Regions from separate parts of the Mus musculus genome. Here all the other regions are linked to region 1. Evidence: chromatin contacts called from public Hi-C, Micro-C and promoter capture Hi-C data. All regions are on one chromosome and are shown on one strand. Each heading gives the region's core, a stretch centred on a gene start, on an enhancer-like site or on the middle of the called end of the contact. The rest is flanking DNA. Distances are from core to core; before and after follow the strand shown.

Region 1 (3,368 bases), core at 562-3,061:
TCAAGTTTGATTATATCAGCTTGTAATCAAAAAGAGGTCTCCTCTCCCTACAGAGGCTTATAAAGCCTTTCACAATCTGATCTCTCACCCTTTTAATCTGTTGGTACTCTACGACTCTTACTTAACTGGCTCCAACACGGCCAGACCCGCCTCTCAGCTCTCTTCTGACTCCAGTCTCCACACTATTGCCTCAGGGCTTTTGCAAGTGGCTTTCTCACTGCATATCCTTCCCTCAGAAAAGAGCATGGATCACCCCTTACTTCCTTCCGGTTATCAAATTTTTTTTCCAGAAGGCCTTTCCTAACTACCTCTAATCAAATTGCAGCCCGTTTCTGGCTCTGTCTTCTCCCTGCTTTTTCTCTAAGTCCTTTAACATCATCTGACAAGGACATATTCTTCTTACTTATTGTCTGAGGTTCTTCCAGAATATGTATGACCCAAGAAAGGGGGTATTTATCTGTTTATAAAACGTGTCTGGTCCACAATAGGTACTTAAACATCTTTACTAAATGCATATGCTCTATATGCAATTTATTGTCTGGGAAGTATTTTAATGGAAACTAAATAACAGAAACTCATCTCCCCCTTACGTCCTCTATCTTCCAAAGTCTCTCAATATCTGTATGTGTTAGTGTCAACGTGGATGACAGCAACGAGCAGCAGAAAAGTTACTTGCAATGCTCTGTAAATACAGATATCCCCTACCAATCAGCTACATAATAAAAGCTAAGAGCCAACATCTTTATTAGTATAAGGTTACTAGGTGTGGAAGTTAAAAGTAAAGGCAGACCAGCCAAATGCCTTTCAGGAAGAAAAAGCTCAAATTAATGTGCCATATCAACCTGTTAAACAAACCCTGGAGAAAATGCACAATGAATTTGATCCTTAAGGAAATACTGGCCAGAATTCAACACAAATGTGTGTTCTACACGAGTCAACACCTTAAAATTTTTTTCTCACACCATCAACTACCAAGCAAGAGCTGTGTCTGTCTGTCTCTGTCTCTGTCTCTGTCTCTGTCTCTGTCTCTCTCTCTCTCTCTCTCTCTCTCTCTCCATCAAGGATGTTTTGCTGTTTTGTTTATCCCTCTGAGGATTGGATGAGGACACTTTTCTTGACTCCCTGAGCTCCAACCCTCCATCATGAACCCTTGGCCTCCGGTGGCAGAGGAAATCTCCCTGGGTCACGTCCCTATTATATTAGCATCTCAGCCACCGCTCCAGAGGTGCGCGCGAACCACGAAGGGTTGTTTGCAGAGTCCCGCAGCAGGTGTCACGGGCAGGGAAGGGACAGCAAGGACTCCGAAGCACCAGGGTGGGGAATGACAGATGGACCCGCGGCGCGAAGTGAGACGCCCTGAACCTGTCAGCTCCCGCTGTCACCTGCTGGGAAGGACCGGGCAGGCTGAGGGTAGCGGCGGTCCGGGACAAGCGCTTCCCGAGGTGAAGCGCCCCCTGAGGACACCGTCCGCCGCACCAGCCGGCCGGTAAGTAAAGTTACTATGGGGTCCGCGCCGCCGCCACAGCCCTCGGGGCCCGGGTCCGCCTCAATCAGCAACTGTGCAGAGCTCAGAAGGCAAGCGAACCCCGGCCGGGCCGAGCTCCGGGCACCACCCCGTTCCCTTAGCGCGGCACGACCCCGCCCGGGCGGCCCGCCACCTTCCCGCCATGCCCCGCTGAGGTCGAGACCCTGACCCTCTAAAGGAGCCCGCTGCGGTCTTTACCTCCGCTCTGTGGTCCGCCGCGCGCTCTCGCCCGCCGGTGCAGGAGAATCCCGACTCACCAAGGCTGCCAGGCCAGCGTGAGCTCTCACCCCCGCCCCCTCAGGTAACCCGGGAAACCGGGAACACCACCCCCTTCCTCCCCCGCCCAGACCCAGACCCGCTCCTCTGCGCGTGCGCACCGTCCCCGCCTCGAGCGCCTAAAGTCCCGCCCCACCGGGAGGGCACGCTGGGGTCGCCGACGTGATGCGTGGAGAATCTCAGCCAATGAGAGGAAGAAGGCGGGACAAATGCAGCGAGGAGGGCCCTGTGCAGCTTCTCTGAACTCCACCCCTCCCGGCCGCATAAAGCTTCGTCCATCCCAGGCGATTCAGCCCCTAAAAGCGCAAGCCTAGTGTCTTCTTTCTACTGTAAACTCACGTTTACTGGGAAAATTACATCTTTGTTGAAGACTGTACAAAGTGACTGACTGTCTAGAACTTTACCATTACGGAGAGATGATGATCAGTAACCAAGATTATCTTGGACTATCTTTAGGTTCTTTAAAAAAACTGCTTATTACCAACCTTTGTAGCTGACCTAAGATCTTTGTGCCTGTTATGTAAAAAGTTTGGAATGTATTGTTAAACTTAGCCAACGACTGGCTTTTCAGCAGTGCTCAAAAGAAGAGTATCATCAGCTGGAGATTTTCCTGCTATGCTGTAGCCTACCTCCCCGATGTCCTTTCCGCTATATTTGGCAAATGTATTGATTTATGGTCTTTTGTTCTATGGCTATAAGACTGCGTGTAAACCTCTTTCACAGTAGAACATGTAATTCTGGGAAACCCGAATCTCTGTTACTAAGCACTATTCACTCAAAGTTGCCTCAGAATAAACTTTCTTTTGGTTTTTGTTTTGTTTTGTTTTGTTTTGTTTTTTCATGGACAGTATGTGCAATAAACTGTTGTCCTATTTTCTGTTGGAGGTCACAGGATTAAAAAAAAAAAAAAAAAACAAAACAAAAGACAAAAAACGGAAAGGTTCACCAAGATGGAAGCAGGGCTATCCTCAAGATAGCATTGGGGCCTGAACTTATATTTCTGTCAAACAGAAAGAGAGAAACTTGCAAAAATTCTGGGTCCAGGTATGATACCCTACCTAGCCCTGTTCAAATATGCTAGCATACAGTGGGCAATGTGACAAAGATCCTTGCTTAAAGCAAACTTTAGTCAGACTTTGAACCTTCTCCTTGGCCCATGTGCTATGTGTGCACATCTTTGTAAACTCTAGGTTTAGCAATCGCCAAGGCAGTTTAGCAAGAACCCACACATACACAATCACACCCTCCCTATCTACAAAATCTCTCAGTCCCCACCTTTGGTATCTATTCATGCTGGCCTGCCTTCAGCATGAATCTTGTGAGGTTGATGCTACCAACATTCACCTATGTTGGTATCAACCATGAGCTCCACGTTTCTTGACTATAAATCCCCAGGTATCCCTAGTGTGTTTAAATCAGAGGCCAACTATGTACCTGGGTTCTTTTTGTTATGCTAGTCCTGGATAAAATTTGTCTTTGCCATTTTAACTTGTGCCCAGCTTTGGTTTTCTCATGACTATTAATGTTATACACTTTAATATACCAACCTCTTCTGAGTGTGGGAACC
Region 2 (3,368 bases), core at 319-2,818, 1.9 Mb before region 1:
GTAATTGAGGAGGAGAAGGAGAGGAAAAGAAGGGCACGAGGTGTTTTTGGAACTAATAATACCAGCGGGGCTAATGGCACTGCCCCTGTATTTGCACAGCGGCCGGCCCTCCATACCTCGGACTAAAGAGTTCTTTTACTTGAGGACGACAGTCCATCATTTCAAACTGAAGTGGCAGCTGGAAAATGTGGAACAGCTGGCACAGAGCTGGGAGAAAATGTTTTACATAAATATATGTACATATAAACTGGCAGAGGGCCATGAGCACTGTACCCAAGGCCAGAATCTACAACCAAGTTGGGGGAGGAGAAAGGGTAAACGCGGTGCAGGAAACTTCCCTAAGTGGTCTTTACACACACACAGCCAAGAAAGCCTGGGGGGAGGGGGGGTATGGCTTGGTACTCAAAAAGGTGCACTCCGGGACACAGGCACAAAGTTCACAGAAGGATACTAAGTTCATCAAAGGATAATAAGCAAAGGCCGGGCCGAGTGTGAGGGCATGTGGCCATCTGCTGAAAAGTCGCTTCACCAACTATTCAAATGTATGATCAATATTAACTCTGCCACATCCTCGGGGTCCCACTGCAACTCCAGAAAGTTAAGTGTCCCCAGCAGAGTAGAGTGATCCGTACCCAACTCTGCTCTGTGCAAATTCGGCCTCTTGGTTACCGCAAGGGCCACGGCTACTTTTCTTTCTTTCTCTTTTCTTTCTTTCTGCTCTACCTCTGGAAAGGAAGAGACAGAGTTCCAAATCACGCACAGATGGCACAACTTTCACTTTTCCTCTCCCACCGCGGAGGCGCGCCCTCCATCCGCTCACCCCGCACCCCCACCCTCAGAAGTGAAGGCGGGACCCTGGAGAGCGGGGCAGCGGCGGCTCGGCGCATCCCCAGGCGCTGCGCGCAAGCCAAGCTGCGGCTTGCGGGGGCGCGAGGACCAGCCGCAGCTCCGGACTCCCGGAGCTCTGCGCAGCACTTGGCGAGAAGTAGGCACGGACGCCGCCGCTGCAAACTTGGTCCGCGCGCCCTGGGGCAGGAGCTCTGCAGTCCGGAGAGCCGAGACCCGATCCCCGAGAGCGCGGGAAGGCGCGAGCGCACACAAGCCGCTCCGACGCCGCCGGGAAGCTCGACAGGGAGGGCTGCGGGGCCCGCAAAACAAAGAACTTCAGGCGGGACGTACCTGCGGCTTTGGCTGTCAGGTCCCAAATCCACAGACCTGCGCCGGCGGAGCGGCAGGCGGACTCGGGCTACCGTGGATGGCCTGACTGATCCCAGCGTGCGGCCCCGGCGGGCATGGTGTGGCGTGGGCCGGCGACGGGGCGAGCGGGCGAGGAGGGGAGCGGCGGGCGGGCGGACGAGTGTGCGGGCGCCGGCGGTGCGGCCCGGTCCGCTCCCTCCCGCCGCTGCAGCCCGCGCATCAGTTTCAGGGATCCTGTAATCTGATCCCTCTGAGTCACCGGCCCTGAGTGACAGTTCTGATTTGGTTCAACCGCGGGTGGGAGGAGAAAGAGAAAGAAAGGAGCCCCCCGACCGTCAAGTCGACTTTTCAACGACTAAGGGCCCGTCCAGGCCGAGCGCCCCGGTTGCAAAAGTTGAGCTCCGCCGCGCGCGCCCTTCGCGCTCCCCTCCGCGCGCTCCTGCGCTCCTCCTCCTCCCCGCCCTCCTTCCCCAAGTTTTCACAGATGTGGTCAGACTCTGCTCTCCTTCCCGGCTCCTTCTTCCCTCGCGCGCCCCCACCCCCGCCCCGTCCCTCTAATTTCCGCCACTCGGAGGAGCGCTGGGGGGGACGCGCCGAGCCGCGGGACGACGCCGCCGCCGCCGCCGCCGCCGCCGCCGCAGGGGGCGAAGTTGGTTTAAAAACTTGGGAAGACTGCTCGCCTTACTTTGCTTTCCCGCTCCTTTCCAGGCCGCGCCCGGCGGGGTCCCGCTCCGCGCGCGCGGATCCCAGGGCGCTGCGCTGAGGGGCGGCACTGAGGCCGCGCGTCGGGCCGGGCAGGGCTGGCGCGGGCAGCCGGGAGCCACGCGCTCCACCGCCTCCGCCCCTCCCGGGTCCTCACACAGACACATCCAGGCCTGCTCCTCCTCTTCCCCCTCCTTGACCCCGCGCCCGCGCGGCGCGCCAGGCCCCACCCACCCGGCAGGAGGAAGGGGCCCGCGGGTGATGTCACCCGAGCCCTCCAGGCCTGCGCTCCCGCGCAGCCGAGCAGCCGGGGCTCGCGCGCTGCCGGGCGCTTCGCCCATGCCGCCTCTCTTCGCCCCCCCCCCCCCCAACTCCGCTCTCGGGCTGGACTCCCCTTCCTTCTCTAGAGACCTCTCAGATCGCCACTGCCCCACCCCCGCACACCTCCTGGTACTTTTCCCTAGGCCAAGCCTGAAACTTCCTCTCGCGGGATGATGCTTTTGAAAGTTGAAGACTTTCCTCCCCGTTGCGTTAAACTCCGTTTGGGACGTCTCGCCGTACAGCCTACTGTCCCCGTGGGCCACTTTGCAAAGAACACAAAGACCCGAGCTGGGAACCGGGACTTGAGCTGAGAACCCTGACTTGCACGGGGTTCTTTTCCTTAAGATGCAGAGTGCCTGTCCTTGGTTTCTTTTAAAAGACCCATGTTACTTCAACGGGCCAGTGCACTCATCTCTCTCTCCCCATCCAGGTACTCACCCCAACCTGTTACTTGAAAGGGAGGATTTCAAGGGGGTGGAAGAAAGAAGAAAACCCAAGAGACATTCCAGAATACCGGAGTAAGCAGTTGGCCCACCAGGAGTGCCTTGGTGCTCAGGGTGCTCTGTGGCAGCCGTCTTGAAGGCAGAGTGGGTGGATGAATAGCTATAATAATTTGAAGAACATTTTGAAATTCACGTGCTAAACTGGGGAAAATTTTTAACGGAATTGACAGTGTATTCGTTATTTGTTTCTGGTGACTTGTTGCTTATGACAAAGACAAAAGCAGAGAGTGACTTAAGCTTTCAGTGTGGGGCTCCAGACACTTCTTAGCCATTTTTAAGCTTTCTCTCCGCTACAACACTCTGTAAGGCAAAGAGTGAAACATCCTTCACTCATCTCGGAGTGCAGGAATATCAACAGAGGTAGCCCCAACCCTCCCCTCAGTAACTGGCCCCAGGCCCCAGAGTATTCCCTCAGCCTCTGTAGACTCTGAGCCCACAGTAGATGAGCGAGAAAATGCAGTCCTCCTAAGTCCCGGGACGGCTATGGATCTCCAGTGAGATTATACCTGCAAAGTTATAAAAGACGACATCGTGTGTGAGAACTATTTTCCTTTTTGGTATTTCAAGTTAGTCAGAGGGATGGTGTGTTTCATTAATGTCAGATACATTGTTTCTGGCATTTGGGGCTGCTGCTGCCTCCACCGC
Region 3 (3,368 bases), core at 358-2,857, 1.2 Mb after region 1:
ACAAAACAAACAACAATAACAACAAACGAGAGCTCTATAATAAGACCTTATCCCCAAAACAAAACTAGCCAAAGACAATGACATACTTCTCAGACTTGGGGAAGAAGGTGGCAGATTTCTGTGAGTTTGAGGTCAACCAGAGATACACACTGAGACCATGTCTCAAAAAACAAACAAACAAACAAACAAACCCCCTAAACCCTAAACACACTAGACAGGAACTAATGGCACCCTATTCAAGAAGAGCATGTTCACTTGACATTCTAAACATCATGTTAACCTTTGAAATTTGTGAAAGCAATCTAGCTTACCAAGTGTTGGCAACTAATGAAGGTTTAGCTACCTGTGAATCAGCCATTCCAGACACTTCTGCGCTGGCTTGAGGAGGAAATAAGGAGACAAGTGAAGGAGGAACGATGAAATGTTTTCATCCAGCTGCTTGTTCACTGCTTTGGTCTGGACGCTGCGCTCCAAGCCTTTTGCCAGCTGGCTGAACAATGGCGCTTCAAACTGTTCAAAGGCAGGGTCAATCCCAAGAAGCTCCTCCAGGCCAGTGCATCCTAGGAGGAGAGTCACGTGTAACTTCTTTGTAGGCAAACCCAACAGATACTCTCCTGTTCTCCTCACCCCCAAGCTCATGAACTCTGTTACCATGTGTTAGACACTCTCAAACACTGGCTTTAGTTGTTAACATATAGGATAAATCTGACCCCCACTCACTAGGAGAAAAGAAAGTACTTCATGACAAGAACTCCACCCGAGCCCTTCTTTTTAGTCATTAAAACTACATCTAGTTCTGAAAGTCTCCTCTCACACCACAGTCATTGTCTCGGTTTCTTTACTTTTCTTCCTTTTTACATATTAGTTAGTTTGTGAAATTTCAGATACCATTATTTATAAATACATTCACACATCTAGCAGTATTGCTGTTTCCCACCCCCTTACCAAGAAAACAAGGTACTGCTCGGGAAGCGAACGGGGGGGGGGGCAAGAAAATACAGAACCTCCCCCCCCCCCAACTCCCCGATATCATGCTCTGGGAGCTTTGCTAAGTGAAAGGTGGCTCACCGATGGCAAAGGCGGTGTCCCTGTCGATTGTGGCCGCCTCCTTGGGGTCAAATAACAGAGAGGCAACTTCACGTCTCGATAGGAGGCTGGGATCAGTTTGAGGGAGGGCGAGTCGCTGGAGCTGCTGGGCTAAGGACGTCATCTTGCACGGAGGCGGATGTCTCAAAACACCGGCTAAGAACGAACAGCGTGAAAAGTTTTTAGGAAACGTCAGGCGCCTTAACAGATGGCAGGCCAGGGCTCATGCTCTGGCAATACAGCGCTCAGTCCTTTCGAGGACACAGAAACTTGCTTCCCCGACCCTCCAGGACCCACCACAGCAATTGCGTTAACTACGCCTCCGCAGCACCAGCTTTCCCCAGCTCTGCACCACGACCTCACGGCCCACCCGGCCACCCGTTCCAAGTCACGGCCGCGCCTAGCCGCACCGTGCTCCTCCTCACCCTGAACTCGGAATATCAGCAGGATTAGACAGCTAACAACTCCTCAGATCAGCTCCCACATGGTGCCGGCACTGTCCCGGAACTCTAAAGCACGCCTCATAGGAACTTCCGGCTTCTCACTACGGCAAGAGAAAAGGGACACCTTTGTAGAAAACGCAATACAACGGCCCCGCCTCCGTGACTCTAAGTTCCGCCTATTCAGGCCAGCCATTTAATTCCCCGCCTACTTTCCCCTCTAAGGGCCTGAACCTCAAAGCCCCACCCTCCGCTCGCTCATCCAGTTAAGCTCCGCCTTCCATCCGCACCTCTTTCCAAGACACCACATTTATTCCACGCCCCTCCTTTAAGCTCCACCCTCACGAAAATGTGCTAAGCCACGCCTACAGTACCTCCCCCTTCTTTCCAGAAAGCCACCTATAAGTCCCGCCCCTCCGCTCCTTGGTGCTACAGCTCGCTTCTCTAGGTACCCGACGCCTCGCTCAGTGTTGCTATGTGCCTTCAGGCTTAGGTCTGGGATTCTTTTTCCCCAACCGCCTTTGGGAGCTTTACGGGTGTGTAGCAGGAACCGGTCATTCACGAGATACTTATCCAGCCTGCGAGGGGCTGAAGCGCGGGAAGCCGCGTTTCTAATTCTAATGCTACCCGAGGAGGGCACAAACCTAACGTGAGTTGTAGTTCTCAGTGCAATCTGGTTGCTCTGTAAGTAGTAAACACTCGCTGAACGCAGTTACTGACAACCTTATCACCTTTGCCTTGTCTGCAGTCCTAGGGAGTGGTGTTTTTCTTATTCTGTTATTATTATTATTAGAAACATGACATTTTAATTTTTTTAAGTGAAAATAACTTTTTTCAAGATGGGAGGTGGCGGCTCACTTCTTTAATTCCAGCTCGAGGGAGGCAGAGGCAGTCAGATCTGAATTCGAGGCAAGCCTGATTTGTGGAGTGAGTTTCAGAATATCCAGAGCTGCACAGAGAAACCTTGTCTCAAAAACAAACAAAAAACAAAAACAAAAAATACACAAAACTTTTTTGTTTTCATATTCTGGTTACAGTTTCGTTCCACAACTCTTCCCAGATCCTCCAACACTTCCCCTTCCACCCAAATCCACACCGTTTTTTCTCTTTCTTATTTAGGGTACAAACATACGATGATGACGACGAAGGCGATAGGCAAAATAAAAACAAACATCAGAATAAGACAAAACAAAGAGAAGAAAAAAGTGCCAAAGAAAAAGCTCAAGAAACACATATAGAAAGAGACATACCTGCTTATACACACAGAAAGCTTATAAAAATGCAAAACCAGAAACGGAGATATATACGCAAAGGACCTATAAGGAGGGGAAAAGATGCCCTGACAAAGAATTATGAGGCAAAAAAGGTCCAAAAATGCTACAGAGTTAGTTCAAGTTAGCTCATCTTACATTGTCCATATGGTAATTGGGACCTAGCCTTAGGTTTGCACAGTGAGTTAGCTCCACTGTAGAAAACTGATTTGTGAGTGATTGTCAGTGGGAGATACCTCTGGGTTAGGGACAGGGGCTTGTGTCCTTCCTCTCTCAGTGCTGAAAGCCCATCTGCTCCAGACCTGTGGAAGCCCTGTGCGTGCGTGCTGCCACAGTCTCTTCTGCTGTGTTTGGAAGGTCTTGCTTTCCTGGTGTCTTCCATCCCCACTGGCTCTTTCTATCTTTTTGTCCTCCTCTCCTACCGTCCCCTTTGGCCTCCTTTTTGCCTTCCTGAGGGAGTGGGGGGGGGGATTAGATGGAAACATCATATTTACGACTGAGTATTTGAGGTCTCTCATTCTCTAGACATTACCCAGCTGTGGCTCTCTGTATTTGTTCTCTTCTGCTGCAG
Region 4 (3,368 bases), core at 438-2,937, 1.1 Mb after region 1:
AGGGACGGTCCTAGCCTCCAGCCTGATGGCCCGAGTGTGATCCCCATGACCTACAGCAGGAGAGAGTGACCTTCTGACCTCTGCGTTTGCTTCCATGGCACACACTCATCCATGTGCACACACATAAGAAGAAAGACACTGTAGATATCTGAATCATCTTCTACCTAGTGAAAGATATAAGTAACGAAACGTACTGACAATTTCCTTTTGAAAAACAAACCGCTAGAACTTGCGCTAACAAGACAGCCCAACTGTATATGTGGTTTCTAACAACCAAACCTCAGAAATGAATTCCATCTCTGCGTGGAGTATAGAAGGAACCACAGACCAAACCTCAAAGTAGACTCCCTGAGAAAATACCCTTTCTAAATTAATTTCCCTACCTTACCTGAGCCTTTGTGGCCTCCTCTCTAAAGACCCAACTCTTCCATGGCAGCATCTTATGGAGAATACAAACCAACCCCAAGAGTGCCGTGAGCCTCAGAACCACAGAGCAGCCTGGGGGGCACCACAAAGATACATTGGCATTTGCTGTCTCCCTGAAATGTTCAGTTTATTAATTAATCTGAATTGGGTAATTTGTTAATGAAATTGTCCAGCAAATACTGAAATAATCTTTCTTTTCTTACTTCCTCCTCCTCCCCCCTTCCTCCTCTTTTTTAATAAAGCCCCACACCATAAAGTTCTTGGTGGTCTCAAACTCCAGACTCCCCTCCTGCCTCAGTCTCTTGTGTGCTGGGATTACAACGTATATCATCAGGCTGGGGCTTATGCATGCCAGGCACTCTACTACTGACCTACATCCTTGGCTGGCATCTCCTTTAAACTCCTTTTTTAAAAAGAAAATAGTTCTATGCTTATGTCCAAGGCAGATATAGATTATGTGCTTCCTTTCAGAGATTCCTATTAAATGTAACGTGTCTGTAACCTTTGTATATGGCACATAGTGAAGATGCTGCCACTAGAGCTGGAGAGGCAGCTTAGCCTTGAAAGTGCTACCACTTTTGCAAAAGACCCAAGCTCAGTTCCTAGCAAGGCCACAACCACCAGCAACTCCACCTTTAGGGGAGCTACCACCGTCTTCTAGACCCTGTAGGCACTGTACTTGTGTGTTCATACCCCTCACCCCCAATATGATTTAAAAAATAATAGAAATAACTTAAACTTTTAAATAAAATATAGCCATTTTAAAAGATCAGATTCGCCATGCAGTGGTGGCACATGCCTTTAACCCCAGCACTTGGCAGGCAGAGGCAGGTGGATTTCTGAGTTCTACAGAGTGAGTTCCAGGACAGCCAGGGCTATACAGAGAAACCCTATCTCGAAAAAACCCAAAAAACAAAAAACAAAAAAATAAAAAAATAAAAGATCAGATTCTCTGCTCTTAATTAGAATAAAATCCCATTTAAGCTAAATCTTAATTCGTTTAAGGGCCCATGGGTTCTGCATTTCTAACAGAACCGTATACTGTTTTTTTGGTTTTTGCTTTTTCCTTCAGAGGAGTAAACCAGAGACCTCAAGACTGACTTTTCTTCCCGCTCCTTTGTGTAGTGCTCACCCAGGAGGTCAGGCAGTAACTAATGCCAAAGAAACATCAAATTAGAAAGTGCTAGCGTGTGCGGTCATGCCGCCGTTCAGGCTGCCTGAAGATTAGGAAACTGTTCAAACATCAAATCGCCGGCAGGCGTCTCAGCCCGGGCCTGTGCAAGGAGCACGCTGGGAGTGCTTTGGTGTCCCAGCTGAGGACGAGATTAGGAGCCGGGAAAGCCACCCGCGCGTGCGGCAGCCAGGGGAAGGCTAGCTGAAAGGCTCTCCCAGTTGCGATCGCGTGGGACCTCCGTGGTAAGACCAGGGTTCTACGCCCTAGGTACCAGCAGGGCAAGTGCTCCGGGGGCCCCTCGGTGTCCTCTCGTGCCCAACCGCAACCCACGGAATCCTCTCCAGAGTTCTGGAGAGACTCGCGCCGGGAAGGGGCTTTGCTAATTGCAGGAAGTGAGCACGAGGAAGAAGTGGCAGAGATCAAGAAGAGGAAAGGGAGGAGGAGGAGCAGCAGCAGCAGCAGGGCAGAGCGCAGACAGAGTCGCGCATTACCACGCAAGAGGTTGGGTCCCTGCGATCCTGCTGTTCTCAGGGGTCCTAGAGACTGTCCACCCCTGCTCGGACACTCATCTGTCCTCTCCTGGTCTTCATGGCTTCTCCGGACGACCCTCTGCGCTCAGGTAAAGCGGCAAGGTGCCGCGCCCTCACTTGGGGTGTGACCACCAGCTGGATTAATGAGACTGAAAGACTGAACTTCAGTCATCCCCTGGGAGCGGTTTTTTTTTTCTTTCTTTCTTCCTTCCTTCCTTTCTTTCTTTCTTTCTTTCTTTCTTTCTTTCTTTCTTTCTTTCTTTCTTTTTTTTTTTTTTTTTTCTTTTGGACACCAGGGCGCCAGATGTGTGTCAGGCTGGATGGGAACAGCTGCGGCACGCGTCTTACCTCTCCCGATCCTACCCCTGCGCTTGCCCCTCTGTGAGCAGCAGCTGATCGCTCGCTTCCTGCACACTGCAAGGTGTGCGTGGTCCCTCTCCCCACGCGGAGGCCCGGCCGAGCGCTTTTGTTCTGGGCCACGCGGGTGCCTGGTTGAAACAAGTCAGCCAACCTTTGATAGAAAAGAACATAGGAGGGAGGATTCTGCACCCCCTTCCTTCCAGGCTCTCCCTTGCTTTCCACTCGCACATTTCCTTGTTCGTCTTCTCCCTCCTAGCTTCACTTTGCTGAGATGTGTTTGCTTCTGTGCAAGTCTTAACCTCTCCGAGCCACTATTCAACTATTATACTGTCCACAGAGCCACGAGGCTGAGCCCACATGCGCAATCCCCACCTGTGGAGGTCTCTAGTCCCCGTAGTACATTAAAAATGTGCTTTGATATCTGAGGTCAGAATCTAGATTTTTCTATCGCTTCTCCCTCATTTAAGGAAAATTCCTTTAAACGTCAACGTCCAGGAATCTCCTCTGTCCTCCTGTAATCTAGCTACAAACTCCATCGGTGTTTGTGAACGAAAGGATGATATGTCCCTTTGAGTACGCTAGGTCTTTCTCTGGTTTTGGTGAGGTTGGACACTCTGGTAAGAGCCACACAGAACCAGACTAGACTGCTGAGATCGATGTGATTGCTTGTGTTTCGTATTTCATTTCTTGAGTGGAGTAGGGACAGAGTTCAAGAGCTAAGCCCTGATTACCGGCTTGACCTGACAGAGAAGATACCATGTCTGGCAGTGGCCAGAAGCTTAAGCCCAGTGGCCATTCTGATTTGGCGGCCATTCTGATTTGGCATCTTGGAGTGCTGGTTTGGGAAGGGGGCTGTTTACTAGTGACATCAAAAAAAA
Region 5 (3,368 bases), core at 527-3,026, 1.0 Mb before region 1:
GGCCATCTTCTCCTCTCCTCCGCTCCCCTCCCTTCTCCTCCCCCCCCCCCGCCCCTTTTTCTGTCTCTCCTACCCTGTCAACTCCCCTCCCCATTCCCTGAATAAACTATTCTATACTATACTGTGGTCTTGTGGCTGGCCCCTCAGGGGGACCTCAGTATGGGCCCACGGAGGCATCCCCTTCCCCCATACTGACTACACATCCACCAAACATTCACACACACACACACACACACACACACACACACACACATATATATATATAGGATTTAAGTGCCACTCCATAGGATGAAACCCATACTTGGCATCATTATTAGGCTACGAACCTATGCTAGGGAAGTCATAGGCCCTAGGGGAAAACTTACCACTTTATGCTGCTAGATAGTGTAAACTGACTTATTATTATACCCATAAATGAATGTATTTTCAACCCTCATCTAAGAGGCTTCTATTGCAGTAGATAGTTATTAACACAGTTGTTAATACTCACAACTGGCCAAGGTGCAGAGACTAAAAGACTACATATAACTCTTATTCCTAAAAGGGACATATGTAACACTCATATGTTACTCTCACAAGGCTCAGGGATCATTGTGAAAGGAAAAAAGGTAAGACCTGCAATGAAACCTCCTCTGGACACAGCATGCACCAACCCTGCGCAAGCCTAAGCCAGCATGGCAACTGCTGGCAATTCTGAGCGGCTGGGAGAGGGAGAGACAGTTTTCTCTAGGAGTGTAGCCTCCCTCCCACCCTTCAGTGGAAGACCACACATCCTAGACTATTTGGGTAGTACAAAGCAGTCTTGAAGGAGGGGTGGAGTATGGGATTGGTTGAGTCATCCATGGTGGATATGAACCAAACACATGATATGAAATTCTCAAAGAACTGATTTTTTTAATGTAAAAACAACTGCTTAATATTAAAAATCCACAAACTGTCCAAACAAGAGGCTCTCCTAAACTAGTCATCCTAGGATCTCTCACCTCTTACTCCTTCAATAGATGATTTTTGTTTTCTTGGGGCTTGTTGGATTTTTTTGGGGGGGTGGTGGTGGAGGGGGGATTGTTGTTTGTGTTTTGAGACAGTGTTTCTCCACATAACCCTGCTTGTTCTGGAACTTAATATGTAGACCAGGCTGGCCTTGAGCTCACAGAAATCCACCTTTCTCTGCCTCCCAAATACTGGGATTAAAGGTGTGCGCTGCCACTCCCGGATACAGTCTTTTAAGGAGTTGCCTCTTGATTTCCACAGGGTTTAGAATATCAAGCAATCAAGACTGTCTGATTTCTGCATGTGATGTCAACTTAGCAATGTTTCAATAGAACAAAGGGGATAACCAACTGGCCTCCTGTTCCCATTCTGAAGGAAAAGATGGAAGGACCCAGAACACCACACCAGGTGGCCAGCCTGGCTGTTGGACTATGACAAGGTGCGAGAGCCTGGGGTGAAGTGTTTCTGCGTGAGTGTGGTTCCCATTCTGGTATGTCCACCTGCACCGCTGGGCCTGATCCAACAAGTCCGGATCAAACAGGCTCCAGCTGGCCTAGTGCTTAGAGGCCAGAGTAGGGAAGACGCAGTACTGACCCTTCCTGCCCCGAGACCCGGCCCATGCCCTCCCTCTCCACCTCCCTCTATTCCCCACTCACTCCCTTGGTCCCCGGATCCTCACCAGCAGCGCCAGACACCATGCGCACATGGCGAGGGAACACAGAGGCAGTCTGCAGAGACAGCTCACCAGTCAGTCCTCACCTTGTTCTGCTGAGAGGCACTCCGCCTGCCGAGTCCCGCCTCTGGCATTACGTGGTTCCGGCCCGGTGAGCTTGAGCTTGAGTCCCAGGCGGCACCGCAGCGACCATATTTGTTGAGGGCAACCGGCTTCTGCTACCAAAGCGACGGAAACCTGAGCTCCCAGCCAGCAGGGGCGGGTCAAGGGTTGGGTCTCAATCTCACTGAGTCCTGAATGCTAAAACTTATTTGGGTCTCAGATTTGGATATTTTTAGCAAAATAAAAATCGAGAACCATGAGGTTCCAAACGCCACTCGGAAGCATTTTTAGTTGCATCATCCTGGCCTTTACATAGAAGGAACCTTTAAATGTGCTGTCCTTCCGAACAGGGCAGAGAACTGCATAGCTTCAGGGGCTGTGGATATTTAGTTCAAAGTTATCCGAGGTGAGGGGGAGTTTGAGAAAGCAAAACTAATTTTAAGTATTTTTTTAAGTATTATTTTAAGTATTAGATTTCAATTGTGTTTTCCTTGTCCCAAGTACTACTTTAAGGATAGAAGTAACTCAGATCAGACACACTACCAAAATCTTAAGACAGGAGCAATATCTCATTCGGTGCTTTAAATATACTAAAAAAAAAAAAAAAAAAAAAAAAAAAAAGCTCTGTAGCCAGCGCTATTCCAAATACATTACACACGAATTTATTTAGTTCTAAACTAAAGGGTAAATAGATGTATTTTGCCCCTGAGGCACAAACAACGCTGTAAATGCCTTCAGCAAAGCCTGCCAGGGTTTATCAAGCACAAATTCCAGAGGGCTTTGGAACTTCAGGTGTGTCTAAATGGGGGGGGGGGGGGGGGGCAAGAATTAAAACCATTCTTTAAAAAGACTCCATTAATAACATACCAGAGTTCTTTCTCCCATCCAGGGCAGCCAGCCCATTCCTCCCTCAGAAATAAGTTTATTGTGATGTAAGTAAACAGGTGTCAAGATAGAAAGAAGCCCAACAAAAAATAGGCACCATTAGAAAATGGGAAATTTTCCTGATTAAATGTTGCCCCTAGCCTCCTTGCTCCTCCAATGCTCCCACCCCCTACACCTTTTCCCTTCAAACAGTAAATACGTAAAAACTTCCAAAGAAATCTGACAATCACAATCTACAAGAAGACTCATTCACAAACTCAACACTCCCCAACCTTCTCCGGCTTGGATTTGGAGGACAGAGAAGGCACATACAACAGCACGTTTCCTTAAGAAGTACCTTGTAACTGGAACCTTCAGCTACCTGATTACTTTGGCCCTCAAATAAGCTTCTCTTCATTTAAGGGCTGAAGGCACAGATAGGAAACAGCTCTTCGAAGTAAAGGCATATTCTAAACATCAGTGGACTAGAAAGTACAGTAAGGAATTGAAACACAGCAAAGAGCAAGAATCAGATATTCAGTTAACAGAAATTTTAGGTCCATAATCAAGAAAAGTAAAAGGAAAAATGTAAATATACTAAAAAATTTACAAAAAAAATTTTAATAAGGACCTACTTGGGCATTCGGTCTAATAACCATTAAGAAACTTATCAAATGTCCTTCCTTTGGCAGCACATTTTAAACTAAAACCCAAGTGATCCAGAGAACATTAACATGGC
Region 6 (3,368 bases), core at 254-2,753, 1.0 Mb after region 1:
GTTCCAGATGGACTCAGCAAGCTCCACGTTTAACAAAAGGTTTCTTTTCCTTTCCCTTTCTTCCTTCTTTTCTCTGACTGGTTCATTGTTTAGTTTTTTGAGAGAGGGTCTTGCTATGTAGTCCTGGCTAACCCAGAATCTCAATATGTAGGCCAGCGTCCAACCTGCGGCAATCCTACTGTTTTTCCTACTGTTTGTGTTTTTTACCCCTGAGAGCTGAGGCTACAGGTGTATGCCACTGTTCCTAGCTGTTTATTTTTATCAAATCATTCAAGAGAACTCACACATGGACACAAACAGAATATTCTTGTATTCTAGGACTTCATGCTGGACACCATAACACCATGAACAAGGCAGAAAAACATGTTTACACGGTTACTCTCACAGTTACCATCATTTTTTTTTCTCTTAGCAATGAGTGTTAATTGCTTCAAACTGCATGCCCCTCATTATCAGGCCATCTGAGACACTTTTGTTTTTCTTCGGTTTTGGCTCTTCGAGCTAGCACTTTGCAGCAGGTGCAGACAAGATATAGCAGCATCTGGCAACCTGTTCAAACCTTCCTCACTAAAAGAGGCAGAGCTAACCTATCTCTTTTCAAGGCAAGAGGCTGTGCTTTGGCTTTCGAGTATGTAGTGAACACTTCAGTAATACCTGCCTAACCAAGGCAACGTCAAAGTCTACCGGACTGTCCAGCCAGCAAGCCTCACTATAGACTTAAGAAGCCCACAGTAGGGGCCTAGGCCCTCCAGTGTCATAACTGGGCTCACCTGGCATGCCACTTTGCATACGTAGGACAGGTGGATAATTATAAAGCGGGTAATGCCTATAGCTATCTCTAGAGCACAAGTTCAAGGAAATGAAGTAATGCCCCCTCTAGCCCAGGAAGAGGATGGAGGGTCTGCCTCCCTGTCATCTGAGGGAAGGATGTCAGAGGTTTGTGTCCCCAACACCTTCACCACTCAAGACTTGTGTCTCCCCGTCACCATCACAAAGATAAAGCCGCTAGCGCTTACTGGCCGTCACCATCTTCCTCTTCCGTAAACCATCACCACGCGTGTCGTGTCCCCGCGCCCGCCGCGCTTTACAGACGTTTCCCGCACTAGCCGGCGCGGTTCTCAATCCCTGGCTGGCCACTCGCACCTGCACCTCGGCCTCTCGGCGACGCCGGCGTGACCCGTCCCCTGCCTTTGGTCCTCGGGCTTACCTGAGTCTTGACCAGACTTGAGAGGAAGCTCAGGGTGACAAGCAGTTGCACCGCGGCCGCCGCCCCCTGCCCAGTAACGGCCCGGCGGAACCCCGGACTCATGGTGACCTCGGCCGCTGCCGTCGCCTCGGCCGATCGGGGCTGGGGAACGACGGCCCGCCGCGACGACGACAGCAGGGGGCAGTGCCTGGGAGCCGGGAGCCTCCAGGACCCGGGGTCTGAGCGCCGGTCTCGGGCAAGGAACACTCTACCGTTCGCAGCAGCAGCGACTGATGTACCAGTGCTGCGCGCCCCCGCTTCATCCCAGGAGGCCCCGCCCCCGGCGTCCTCAGTTATGATCACGCCCTCTGCGCAAAGCCTTCTGGGAGTTGTAGTCCCTGTAGCCCCTTGGGGCCCCCCCACAGTGGGAAGGTCTTGAAAATGGAGAACTACAGGCTCGGAGGTCGCTCTGCCTCCCTGAGGCGGGGCTCCGCGGCGGCCAATGAGGCGGGACCACGAGGCCTCCAAAACACCCAGGAGCAGGCGGGAGAGTGGGTGCTGTTTTAGGGGTTGGCCTGAGGTGGTGGAACCTCTGTTTCGTCGCTCTGAGAAACAAGACTGTCCACCCCCATCCCCGCAGGTCTTCAGGCACTATGCCAATAGCTCTTTGTCACCGCTTGACCTACTGGGGCCAGGATTTTCTCGCCAGGCCGGCCGAATCTTTGACTTGCTATTCCCAAGAGCTTTCTTTGCCTTTTTTCTCACCTCTGCAGCTACCTAAAACCACCTGGCATCTTGTCAGGAAGTCTTCAGCACCTCCTTCATGTCACATGCCCCAGAAGTATCATTGCTTGGTGTCTCCACTACTCCTCTACCAACACCAGAAAATCTATAATACATTTTAAAGGATGAAGGAAAACCCCAGTCTATACAGTGAAAAACGAAGAATCGGGATAAACGCACAGAAAAGCTTAAAGGGACATAGACTATCCCAAATGTAACACATTCTAGATGGTTTTGTGGTCTTAATTACACCTCAAATATTGTTCTGGGATTATGTAAGGTTATGTACATAAGCTTCCTGTAGTCCCTAGCAAATAAGTGATCAATTAATGGTAATCGCTAACTTTACCGATATTCCTGAGTTATAGGAAACTTACATTCAGTAGTATGTATCAATTTGTCATTGTTGATGTAACAAATGACCAGAAGGGTAGTGATTGAAAACAACCCCAATGTATTATCTTACATTCTGGAAGCCAGAAAACTAAAACAAACTGCATCCATTTGGAATATTCTAGAGAATAATGTTTCCTTGCTTTTTCTAGCTTCTATGGCCAATCAAATTCCTAGATTCAGGACCTCACATGACACAGTGGCATAGCCTGCTTTTGTCGTCTGTGCTTTCTGACCCTATCTCTCTTGTGTCCCTACATATAAAGACTTTCGATTGCATGGTGCTCACCCGGATAACCCAGGCAATTTCCTGATCTCAAAATCCTTAATCACATCTTCAAAATCTCCTCTGGCCTCTCTGGTAACATGAGAACATTCGCATCCATGATTCCATCTAGACCCACTGCATGATCTGTAGGGTCAGCCAGAAATGAAAGTCCAGGGGAAATGAGAAGACTTTTAAGGCGGAGACAACAGAACAATAAACCAGTCCAAGACCCTGGAACTTCACAGGCCATCTTCCCATGTCACCAGCTCCCTTTTCTCCACATAGCTAACAGAGAACTGTGTGCGACTTGCTTCTCAAAGCTGCCTTTCTATGCTCTTCATCGCTCTGCGCTTTGGGTATGCATGGGACTTTCCTCAGGTCCCTTTGTGCTGCAATTGGCCCAGATAATGTGTACATCATGGAACATAGCCATTTTTTTTAGTTATAAACTGCCTTATTTTTAAATTTCACATTTTAAATATCTGATATCAAGGGCAGAAACCATGCCTGTCATTCGGAGCACTTCAGGGCCTGTCACAAAGAAAAACTTGAGCTTTTCTATCAACTTTTCAATTGGTAGAAGAAAAACAAGTTTACAAAGATTATAATGGCACACACACCATTTGTTTTAGCTCAGAAACTTTACTCACAATGTTTGGAAACATTTTTTTCTCTCAGTGAGTGAAATCAGACATGGGTGTTTTTCATGAAAAAGAAAGGTTCACATTGCCCTGTGCT
Region 7 (3,368 bases), core at 400-2,899, 1.0 Mb before region 1:
TACTGTTATATTCAACAAGTAGATCCTGGCTGCCTTCAGCTGTCAGTCCTTAAGAAAATGGTCAACTGGAGGGCATCATCCTGAGTGAGGTAACACATTCACAAAGGAACTCACACAATATGTACTCACTGATAAGTGGATATTAGCCCAAAACCTAGGATACCCAAGATATAAGATACAATTTGCTAAACACATGAAACTCAAGAAAAATGAAGACTGAAGTGTGGACACTATGCCCCTCCTTAGAAGTGGGAACAAAACACCCTTGGAAGGAGTTACAGAGAGAAAGTTTGGAGCTGAGATGAAAGGATGGACCATGTAGAGACTGCCTTATCCAGGGATCCACCCCATAATCAGCATCCAAACGCTGACACCATTGCATACACTAGCAAGATTTTATCGAAAGGACCCAGATGTAGCTGTCTCTTGTGAGACTATGCCAGGGCCTAGCAAACACAGAAGTGGATGCTCACAGTCAGCTAATGGATGGATCACAGGGCTCCCAATGGAGGAGCTAGAGAAAGTAGCCAAGGAGCTAAAGGGATCTGCAACCCTATAGGTGGAACAACATTATGAACTAACCAGTACCCCGGAGCTCTTGACTCTAGCTGCATATGTATCAAAAGATGGCCTAGTCGGCCATCACTGGAAAGAGAGGCCCATTGGACACACAAACTTTATATGCCCCAGAACAGGGGAACGCCAGGGCCAAGGAGGGGGAGTGGGCGGGTAGGGGAGTGGGGGTGGGTGGGTATGGGGGACTTTTGGTATAGCATTGGAAGTGTGAATGAGCTAAATACCTAATAAAAAAATGGAAAGAAAAAAAAAAAAAAAGAAAGAAAATGGTCAAAACACAGTCCTTTGTCTAAGTTCATCCATGATGGTTTTTTCTTAAACAGGGAACAATAGTTCCCCTTAACTGCACTTTGAGAAAATATATATAACTCTTTAATTCTTTCTCCCAAAACATAAGGGTCTAAAATCGTTTTAAAGCAATTTGTTAGTGGATCAAGCAAAATACAGAGGTTATCAGTTTGCATGTGCCACAAAAACTTGACAGGAAATCAGCGCCTTCATTTTATACTTCTTAAGCTTCTACAGGAGCACAGGCGAAACCGAAAGCAGTGTGAGCTTCAAAGCACATCGCTGCTAAACAGAGACTAAAACTAAGATTTAACAGCAAATAAGGATCTCCCAAAAGAAAAAGGACGTCTCACACGTCCCATAAGGAGTCTGGGTTTACAAAGCTCTCGCTCAGGCCTAGCCGGGCCAGTAAAGAAATCCTGGACCTGAAGAGAGCAGCTGAAAACAGACTATCTCAAAGCACCCTTCTCCTAGTCTAGAAGGAGAGCCAGTGCTTAGTGCTTGGCTTGGGGCCTCCCGTCCCTCGGCCCGCAACACGGCCGGCCTCAGCCAGGGCCCAGGCCTGGCACGGAACATGACTCTGCAAAGCTACGAGTCCAGCTCCGTCACCGTGCACTCCTACGCAAACACCAGCCAGGTCCGACACACGGGACCATGTCTGGGGCGCTCCTGTGATCTGCGACGCATGGAACCTGCGGGTCCCCCGAATACCTGAATGTAGTCAGCGAGAAGCTGTAACCGCGCTCTGCCATCTTTACCCGGAAAGTCGGAACACAGCCACGCACATGCGCAGTAAGTATGCTTCCTTTAATTTTTTTTTTCTTCTTTGCTCTGATTGGAGGAGAGTCACCTAGGGGTAGCTGGGAGTTGGAGTTTTTGGATCACAGCGGTCTTTGACCCTTGCGCATGCGCAAGAGGGGCCTGCGCATGCTCTGAGCGAGGAGGCGGGGAAGTGGGCGGACTTAACGCATGCGCTCAGCCCGCGTCCCGCTCTGTCTTGAGAAGATCATGGCTCCTTCGTTGCTGCTGCTTTCACTACCATGGCCGGTGCGTCCCGGACCGCTCCAGAGGTGCTGGGAGCTGCTACAACGGCAACTGCAGCAGAGCTGGAGTCGCTTTGTCAGTCCTCCGTGGGGTCCGTAAGGAGAGAGTTCGTGGAAAGAGGGTTGGTGAGGGCTTCCGGGTTGTAGCGTGGTTTTTGGTTGGTTGATTGGTTCGTTATTTTATTTGTTTGTTTGTTTATTGGTTATTTATTTATTTATTTATTTATTTATTTATTTATTTATTTATTTATTGAAACTGTCACCGTAGCCAGGGTGGTCTAGAACTCACTGTATAGCCCAGGCTAGCTTCGTATTTATTTATTTATTTATTTATTTATTGAAACTGTCACCGTAGCCAGGGTGGTCTAGAACTCACTGTGTAGCCCAGGCTAGCTTCGAGCTCCTGGTATCTTGGGCGTTAAATTTGAGATTGCTGTATTATTTACAGTGTATCGCAAAAGTGATAATGCCCAGTCTGAACAGAGATATATTTTATTATATCTCAAGCGCAGCATAATAAATAATTGTCTCCATGTTCTACCTGAGATAATCATTTCAGTCCATTCGTTGTCTAATAGGCCTGTGCTTGGACAGTTTATGTAGTGGTAAGAAGTCCTAAGAATTGAACGAACGTTCGCAAGTCTGAAGAACATAAGAAAGGGTAAAGAAGTGATCTAAGCAATTTAGAAAAACAAAGGTGAAACACTTGATAATCTCATAAATAATAAATCTTTTCTTAGAACACAGGTTAAGATTAAATATTAAGGAAAAATTTAATGGCTTTAGGAACCTACCAGGTTTAAAGAAAAAGGACCTAACTGGATCAGGATAGTGTGGTACAGATGACCATTGTAGTCATCTCAGTGATGTGAGTGAATGTAGGGAGTCTCGGGATTAGATTACTTGTACACTACTTATTACTGAACTGCAGTGTCCCGGATTATATACGGAGGAAATGCTTAGTAGAGTAGCCTGGCTGCTTTGGTAGCTTGCAATAAGAAAGCATTCCAGTTGAAGTATTTTAAATTGCCTTTTATATGAGCTTTAGTATATTTTAATAGCTGGGGATTATTACTAATGTTTGTTGTGTTTAACATTCAAAACTATTTATGTCAGGCCAGCCATATGGCTCAGTAGTAAAGGACCTTGTTGCTAAGTCTCAGGACCTGGGTCCTAGCCCCATGGCCAGTATGACGTAAGGAGAGAACTAACTCTGAAAGCTGTCCTCTGACCTTACATGTGCACATATACTCACAAACACATATAATTTATAGGTGTGTATATTTAGTGACACTACACATGTTGACTGTTAAAGGAAATAGTGGCTGTATTCATTTAGGAACTCCGAGTTGATTCGGCATCTCTGTTTTGTTTTATAGCACCAGCATTAGCCGTCCAGAGACCATCCATCCTCACAGAGCTAGCACATGATACTTGTGAAAATAAAGAGAATTCCAGCTT

The links. Promoter capture Hi-C pulls out the DNA fragments that hold promoters and counts their contacts. A called contact is a pair of places that touch in the nucleus more often than the background predicts.
Region 2: a Micro-C map of embryonic stem cells shows a contact between it and region 1, with 5 times the contacts expected there. The contact joins the promoter of Gli3 here to the promoter of Lyst in region 1. A contact is called at or near these places in 1 of 39 promoter capture datasets (embryonic stem cells), 1 of 484 Hi-C or Micro-C datasets (embryonic stem cells) and 1 of 115 datasets of contacts at active chromatin or transcription factors (astrocytes).
Region 3: a promoter capture Hi-C map of pre-B cells shows a contact between it and region 1. The contact joins the promoter of Heatr1 here to the promoter of Lyst in region 1. A contact is called at or near these places in 2 of 39 promoter capture datasets (liver and pre-B cells) and 1 of 484 Hi-C or Micro-C datasets (rod photoreceptor).
Region 4: a promoter capture Hi-C map of pre-B cells shows a contact between it and region 1. The contact joins the promoter of Edaradd here to the promoter of Lyst in region 1. A contact is called at or near these places in 2 of 39 promoter capture datasets (cranial neural crest and pre-B cells).
Region 5: a contact with region 1 is called in a promoter capture Hi-C map of hematopoietic stem and progenitor cells, with 5 times the contacts expected there. The contact joins the promoter of AW209491 here to the promoter of Lyst in region 1. A contact is called at or near these places in 7 of 39 promoter capture datasets (the C10 cell line, the HPC-7 cell line, embryonic stem cells and 4 more), 3 of 484 Hi-C or Micro-C datasets (pre-B cells, regulatory T cells and rod photoreceptor) and 1 of 9 other capture datasets (liver).
Region 6: a contact with region 1 is called in a Hi-C map of muscle stem cells, with 4 times the contacts expected there. The contact joins the promoter of Ero1b here to the promoter of Lyst in region 1. A contact is called at or near these places in 6 of 39 promoter capture datasets (the SN4741 cell line, cranial neural crest, hippocampal neurons and 2 more) and 1 of 484 Hi-C or Micro-C datasets (muscle stem cells).
Region 7: a contact with region 1 is called in a promoter capture Hi-C map of pre-B cells, with 4 times the contacts expected there. The contact joins the promoter of Psma2 here to the promoter of Lyst in region 1. A contact is called at or near these places in 12 of 39 promoter capture datasets (the C10 cell line, the HPC-7 cell line, cranial neural crest and 6 more), 9 of 484 Hi-C or Micro-C datasets (CD4 T cells, Th1 cells, cardiomyocytes and 6 more), 2 of 115 datasets of contacts at active chromatin or transcription factors (astrocytes and cardiomyocytes) and 2 of 9 other capture datasets (adipose tissue and liver).

The regions. Positions count from the first base shown.
Region 1 is chr13:13,588,852-13,592,219 of GRCm38.p6, reverse strand. It overlaps Lyst (lysosomal trafficking regulator), which reads right to left and starts at 1,811. Exons shown (of 53, transcript NM_010748.2): 1 at 1,724-1,811. It overlaps Gm30836 (a long non-coding RNA gene), which reads left to right and starts at 1,019. Exons shown (of 2, transcript XR_382086.4): 1 at 1,019-1,486.
Region 2 is chr13:15,461,923-15,465,290 of GRCm38.p6, reverse strand. It overlaps Gli3 (GLI-Kruppel family member GLI3), which reads right to left and starts at 1,568. Exons shown (of 15, transcript NM_008130.3): 1 at 1,180-1,568. It overlaps Gm6556 (a long non-coding RNA gene), which reads left to right and starts at 673. Exons shown (of 1, transcript XR_001780862.2): 1 at 673-3,368.
Region 3 is chr13:12,393,614-12,396,981 of GRCm38.p6, reverse strand. It overlaps Heatr1 (HEAT repeat containing 1), which reads right to left and starts at 1,607. Exons shown (of 45, transcript NM_144835.4): 1 at 1,512-1,607; 2 at 1,069-1,242; 3 at 344-560. The coding sequence starts at 1,210.
Region 4 is chr13:12,518,769-12,522,136 of GRCm38.p6, reverse strand. It overlaps Edaradd (EDAR (ectodysplasin-A receptor)-associated death domain), which reads left to right and starts at 1,687. Exons shown (of 6, transcript NM_133643.4): 1 at 1,687-2,219. The coding sequence starts at 2,189.
Region 5 is chr13:14,628,666-14,632,033 of GRCm38.p6, reverse strand. AW209491 (expressed sequence AW209491) reads right to left here and starts at 1,776. Exons shown (of 2, transcript NM_134067.4): 1 at 1,670-1,776.
Region 6 is chr13:12,564,018-12,567,385 of GRCm38.p6, reverse strand. It overlaps Ero1b (endoplasmic reticulum oxidoreductase 1 beta), which reads right to left and starts at 1,503. Exons shown (of 16, transcript NM_026184.2): 1 at 1,208-1,503. The coding sequence starts at 1,309.
Region 7 is chr13:14,611,523-14,614,890 of GRCm38.p6, reverse strand. It overlaps Psma2 (proteasome subunit alpha 2), which reads right to left and starts at 1,649. Exons shown (of 8, transcript NM_008944.2): 1 at 1,576-1,649. The coding sequence starts at 1,616. It overlaps Mrpl32 (mitochondrial ribosomal protein L32), which reads left to right and starts at 1,854. Exons shown (of 3, transcript NM_029271.2): 1 at 1,854-1,999; 2 at 3,287-3,368. The coding sequence starts at 1,873.